2 separate regions of the Mus musculus genome follow, and region 1 is linked to region 2. The links are chromatin contacts, called in public HiChIP or PLAC-seq maps. All regions are on one chromosome and are shown on one strand. The core of a region is the stretch at or near the end of the contact, and the rest is flanking DNA. Distances in the headings are between cores, read along the strand shown. Region 1 overlaps Auts2 (autism susceptibility candidate 2). Region 2 holds the start of Auts2 (autism susceptibility candidate 2).

Evidence for each region. HiChIP or PLAC-seq counts read pairs in DNA pulled down with a chosen protein or histone mark.
Region 1: an H3K4me3 HiChIP or PLAC-seq map of neural progenitor cells shows a contact between it and region 2, with 13 read pairs. The contact joins the enhancer-like site here to the promoter of Auts2 in region 2. A contact is called at or near these places in 2 of 484 Hi-C or Micro-C datasets (the HL-1 cell line and liver), 13 of 115 datasets of contacts at active chromatin or transcription factors (craniofacial prominence, embryonic basal ganglia, embryonic forebrain and 8 more) and 2 of 9 other capture datasets (adipose tissue and liver).

The regions. Positions count from the first base shown.
Region 1 is chr5:132,313,147-132,316,031 of GRCm38.p6, reverse strand. The region is part of intron 1 of Auts2 (autism susceptibility candidate 2); the gene reads left to right. Among named protein-coding and RNA genes, the nearest start is that of Auts2, 230 kb to the left of the region's middle. Within about 2 kb of position 1,496, at least 10 of the 459 cell types and tissues checked have an H3K27ac peak or open chromatin away from gene starts, as enhancers often do. A contact at or near this core is called in neural progenitor cells, where this site is marked.
Region 2 is chr5:132,541,719-132,544,496 of GRCm38.p6, reverse strand. Auts2 (autism susceptibility candidate 2) reads left to right here and starts at 1,277. Exons shown (of 20, transcript NM_001363480.1): 1 at 1,277-2,778. The coding sequence starts at 2,674.

The sequences.
Region 1 (2,885 bases), core at 247-2,746, 230 kb after region 2:
ACACTAACAGTTCAAGTACTCTTGATAATTCCTTCCCTGGTGACTCGACTCCTCCCCCTTCCAGCTTTACACCTTCATTTAAAAGCTCTCATCTAATCTGTCTTTATGAAGTGGATTCTTAGATCACTCTAGTTGATACCTACTGATGACTCTAAATTACCTGATAAGCTCCTTAGGGTCAAGGACAGAGGTGTAACCCATAGGTGTTCAGGAAACTGGTATTCACTTTCTACTTTCATGAGCTCTCTGTTATAATTAGTTCAAAGACTTCAGATCCTAGAAAAATATTAATAATCACATTAGCAATCATTCTTCACTTAGAGGAAATGAGTGTTGCTGGCCATAACGTTGACAGCAACTATAGGACGGTATCCATCATTTCTGTGTTGAGCTCACTGTAGTTTGGGGAAATGGCAGGAAAATCAGTTTTAGCACAATAAATGTTGGTGTTAGTTGTGTGACAGCTGCTTTGGGGCACGCCTTTAATCCCAGCACTTGGGAGGCAGAGGCAGGCGGATTTCTTGAGTTCAAGGCCAGCCTGGTCTACAAAGTGAGTTCCAGGACAGCCAGGGCTACACAGAGAAACCCTGTCTTGACAAACAAAACCAAAACCAAACAAACACCCCCCCCCCCAAACCAACCAACCAACCAACCAACCAACCAAACAAGCAAAAAACAACAACACAAAAAACAAAAAACAAAATAAAGGAATGCTAGTTACGGGGAAAGAATTTTTTCCGACTTAAAGTTTGAGAGAGTCACCCATTCCATTATGGCTAGAAAAACATGACTCTAGAAACAGGGACAGGAAACCAGTTAGTCACATTGAAACCATAGTTAGAAAACAGAATGCTAACAGGAAGTGAGGTCAGGCTACAAAGCCTCAAGGCCTTCCCCTAGTGACTGACCTCTTCCTTTAGGGCTCTACCTCCTAAAAATCCACAGCCTTCCCAAACAGTGCCACCAGCTGGGGACCAAGTGTTCAAACACATGAACCAACAGAGGTCGTTTTACATTCAAACTACAAGTACCATCTTGAAACCCCCTGGAAAACTTGACTGTGTTTTAAGTTGTTAAGGAAGCCTTCTTGGTGAATAAGGCATCTGGCCTGAGATGACAGCCTGAGTCCTAAAAGGGTGAAGGTTTGACTCACTGTGTCATCTGCAAACAGCCATAACGTATCCCAAATCCATCCAACTGTTATGAAGGTTGTGTGGGACAAATATATACACAGCTCGTGTAGCAGTCCTGGTGATGGAGGAGCTACAGGGATGATGGATAACCACATCAACAGTCCTTTGTTCTTTACAACAAACCTCTTCTGCAGACAGCAGCACTTTTCCCAGCCTCTAGATGTATAGAGGGCATTATCCACCTAGAACTTGGTATGGACAGGCTTTGAATCTCGATGTTTCTCTCCTGGTTACCTTTGTTCTCTTTATGCTACTCAGGAGGCCTGAGATGATTCCAGCTGCTTCCTGCTTCATTATCCTCCTAACTGTCCCACTGAGAGCAGTCTGCAATTGCCTGCCCCTCCTTTCCCTGCCTCCTGGTCCTGCCATGAGTCACTGCTGAGCCATTTGTGTCAGAGAAGAAAATGGGGGCTTGCTATTCGCATGTAGCAATTTGCTGTGCATTCTTACTTATTTGTCGGGGACACCAGCCGAGAAGTGTTCATCAAGAGGCATCATGTTTGTTAAGGGACCACATGGTGTATTTTAAAAGCTCTCCGCTCTCTCTGGCTTCATCGATTGTGCTTTAGCATAAGGAATAAAGTGTTACTGAGCCTTTTATTAATAATACACATGCTTTCCATTTAACTTTGACTGGTTAAATCTGGCATAAAATGGATTCTTGCAAGTCAGGCTCCCTGGGATGTGTAGCTTCTCTTATACTATTTATTCTGTGTATCATTTTTGAACAGGGGACTCAGTCTTTTCTTGAATCTAATGCTCTGTACTAGATTGCCCCCTTTTGTTTTCTTTCCTGGTGTGTGTGTGTGTGTGTGTGTGCGCACGCGCGTGCGCAGAGGCAAGAAGAAGGTATAATATCGACTAGGTCTGGAGTAACAGACAGTTGTGTGCTATACAGCAGAGGTGCTAGAACTGAAACACCGATCCTCTGCAAGAGCATAGCCTGCTCTGGGCTATTGAGTTATCTCTCTAGCCCTCTGCACACATCCAATCATCTGTATTCTGTGCATTTTGCAGAAGTGGGTAGGTAGCCAGTACTGGAAGTGTACACTCGTGGTGATATGAGCTAAGAGATGGTGTAATTACTTTACAGGTAAGAAATGTGACTAAAGGGGTTGATATGGTGGTATTGTTGATAAATCGCAGCTATTCACGGCACAGATAGTTAAGAGTTTTGTTTTGTTTTGTTTTTCTCCCAAGAAAATACCTTGACATAGCAAATGAGAAGTTTCTATCACCAGTGCTGTCAGAAACTTTGCTATCTAGTTGCAAGTATATTTGGGTTTTTATTGCTGTTTGTTGTTGTGGTTTAGTGACTGTTTCTGCCCAGGCTGCCCTCAACCTTGTGGTGTAGCTGCTGATGACCTTTAACTCTTAATCCTTCCTCCTTCCCCTGTGATTCTTAGAAATGGAGACCTGGCCCACCTAGTCTGCGTTGTGTAGTGTTGAAGAGCAAATCCAAGGCTTCGTCCCTGCAATGCAGTCACTCCCCGTCTATTGCTCTCTCCTTTCCCATTGCTGTGCCCCTTGTTCTGAGTCACCAAGCTGTGTTGAACCCCAGTTGTTTCATGGCCGAATCACTGATTTATACAATTCTTTCTGCTGGTGAAGTTCCTATTTTACAGGAACGTATTACTAGGCAGCATAACCAAATAAAAAAGCAAAAATTTAATTGCTAAAGTTTGGGGTAGA
Region 2 (2,778 bases), core at 28-2,527:
GCAGCGAGGGGGATGGCGGTTTGGAGTCCTCAGACTGGGACGGCCCCGAGCTACTCAGTCCCTTGCTCCAGGTTCAAGTTCCCGGTGTCTGGCTGCTCCAAAGCGGCTAGCGCCTCCTCAAAGTGTCTCCCACAGAGAGACCAAAAGTGCTGGCCGGGCGGGGGTCGCCTGGGTTCAGGGGCACTCTGGCATTCAGTGTTCTACCACGCAGAGTAGGGGGTCGGGGGAAAGTTTCCAACTCTTGCTTGATGAGCCTGGACGCAGCACTAGACTGACTACTCTTCTTGTCCCCAAAGTGCAACCTCTTTGGGTCCATACTTTGCACTTCCCCGCGCTGCAAGCACTTTTTATTTAAAAAAAAAATTTTTTTTTTTTTTTTGCACCGGGCGCGCGCTTGCGCGCGGGCAAAACACCTAGAGGTACTTCAGAGTAGTTGAGCCAGCAAGAGCTTCAGGAGTGGAGGAGATAAGGCACTCCGGGAGCAAGTGTCCGGAGAAAGGTGCCTGCTACGCGTGCGCGCGCGAGTCCTCCGTGCGTTTGGCGGGATGTTGGGGCAGCCTCCAAGCCCTCGAACTTCAACTCCACACCGGCCTGTGACCGACCCCTCCAACACACCCCCCACAGCCTCTGGAGACCCCTTCCGCCCCCAAGTGCGCAGGCCCGGCCGCCCCAGCGCGCATGCCCTGGGCTCGTGGAGCGGTGGCCAGCCCCTCAGCCTTTTTGCTTTCCACACACTCTACAACTAGGGGAGGGGGGCGGGTCACGTGATCTAGCCCGGCCCGAGGCGCGCGGGAGGAGGGGGGACGGGGACGCGCGTGGGAGAGAGCGGGGGGGGGGGAGAGGCGCGAGGGGAGGGGCTTCTCTCGGGAGCGCGCAGCTAGTGGTGCCTGAGTGGAAGGGGCGGCCCTCGGGAGCGCGCCCCGTGGTGCCGGGGGTTTTGGGGAGGGGGAGAGAGAACGAGGCGTGAGAGATTCTCGGGAGTCCGCGAAGGGGGAAAGGGGGGCGGCCCTCGGGAGCGCGCCGAGTGAGGCGTGAGGGGAGGGGGTAGCTCTCGGGAGCGCGTGCAGAGCCAGGAGGGCGGTCCTCGGGAGCGCGCGCAGAGCGAGGCGCGAAGAGGGCGGTCTTCCAGAGCGCTCGCCGGTGAGCGAGCTCGAGCGCGCGTGCGAGAGAGGGGGAGAGAGAGAGAGAGAGGGAGAGGGAGACGGCAAGCGGGCGGGCGCGGGGCTGGGCCGAGGCGGGCGGCGGCGGTGGGCCGGCCGGAGGGGGAGGAGCGGGCGCTGTGTGAGCGAGGCGGGCGGAGGATGAGGCCGTGCCCGGGCTCTGGCTGCAGCCGCCCGGGGACACGCCGTGCACCCTCGGGCTCCGGGCTCCGGCGGCGGCGGCTGAGGCAGCGTTAGCTGAGAGCGAGCGAGCGAGTGAGCGAGAGAGCGAGCGGCATCTCGCAGCGCTTCTTCCTCAGGCGGGGCGACGCGAAAAAGAAGAAGAAGAAGAAGAAGACGAAGAAGAGGCGGCGGCGCCACCACACCGGTGTATCTCGGGTTGGAGACTGCTCTTTGCTTTCCTCGTTGACTGACTCACCCCCTCCCCCTTTATAATTTTATCTTAAATTTTTTTGGAAGAAGGGTGACCTCTGGAACTGGGGGTGGGGGGAGATCTACAATTTGTGTGTGTGCGTGCGTGCATGTGTATGTGAGGAGGGGGTCGGTGGCACGCGCCAGGCTTTGCAATTCTTCTCTTCTTTCATCTTTTTCTCCTCCTCCCCCCCTTGAAGACCGAAAAAAAAAAATCCCACAACTGCTTCAGCGTCCTCCTCCTTCCCTTCCTCCTTTCCTCGGGCAACCTCTGTCTCCGCTTGTGATTGCGTGGTTATGCTCCCCTCTCTGGGGGGTCTCGCCCCTCTCAGCTCGCTCTCCAGCCCTGGCTTCCCTTGGATGCATTTCTTAAAAAAAGACTGGGAGCCCGGGAGTGAGTTTTTCTGCGAGGCGAGTGTGTGAGAGAGGCGGAGGTGTGGGGTGTTTTCCTGCACGAGGGGGCGGGTGAAGTTCATTGCCACCCACCCCTCACTTCACCGTGACCTTTTCGGACCTCGGGCTTTTTTTTTTTTAAAATTTTTTGGGGGGTCTCTAGAGAAAGGGAGAAGCAAGGCGATTTCAGTGGTGGGGAGAGAGCATGGCCGCGGGGAGGGCTTCCCCAGTCTCTTGATCAAAGCATTCCGCTATTCTGATTTATTGCCTGCTTGGTGAGTTATTTTTTTCCCCCTTTCCTCTGTAAAGGAGACCTGTGTGTTCAGCCATTACTTTGCTCGGCGCTGTTCGCAGGCATCTCCGACCCTCGGTGCAGAGGGGAGCCCCACACTTCGCCCTCTCGCTTCCCCGTCCCTCCCTCCCCGTCTCCCCGCCCCTTCCCCCTTTTTTCTTTCTCTTTTCCCCCCTGCCCTCCCTTCTTGTTCTTCTTCGGATTCTTTTTTTTTTTTTTTTTTTTATTTCTCCCAGCCGCTTTCTCCCCCGCGCCCTTCCTCGCGGCGGGAGGGAAAAGCCCGTGCAGGAGGAAGGGGGGCTCGGTGTCAATTTTTTTTTTCTTCTTGGGGTGTGTGTGTGTGTGTGTGGCCGCGGCCCGAGCCTGTGGCGCGCGGGTAGGTGAACGGGGAAGATCCCCGGCGCGGTTAAAAGAACCATGGATGGCCCGACGCGGGGACATGGACTCCGGAAAAAGCGGAGGTCTCGATCACAGCGAGACCGGGAGAGACGCTCCCGGGCCGGGTTAGGAACCGGTGCGGCG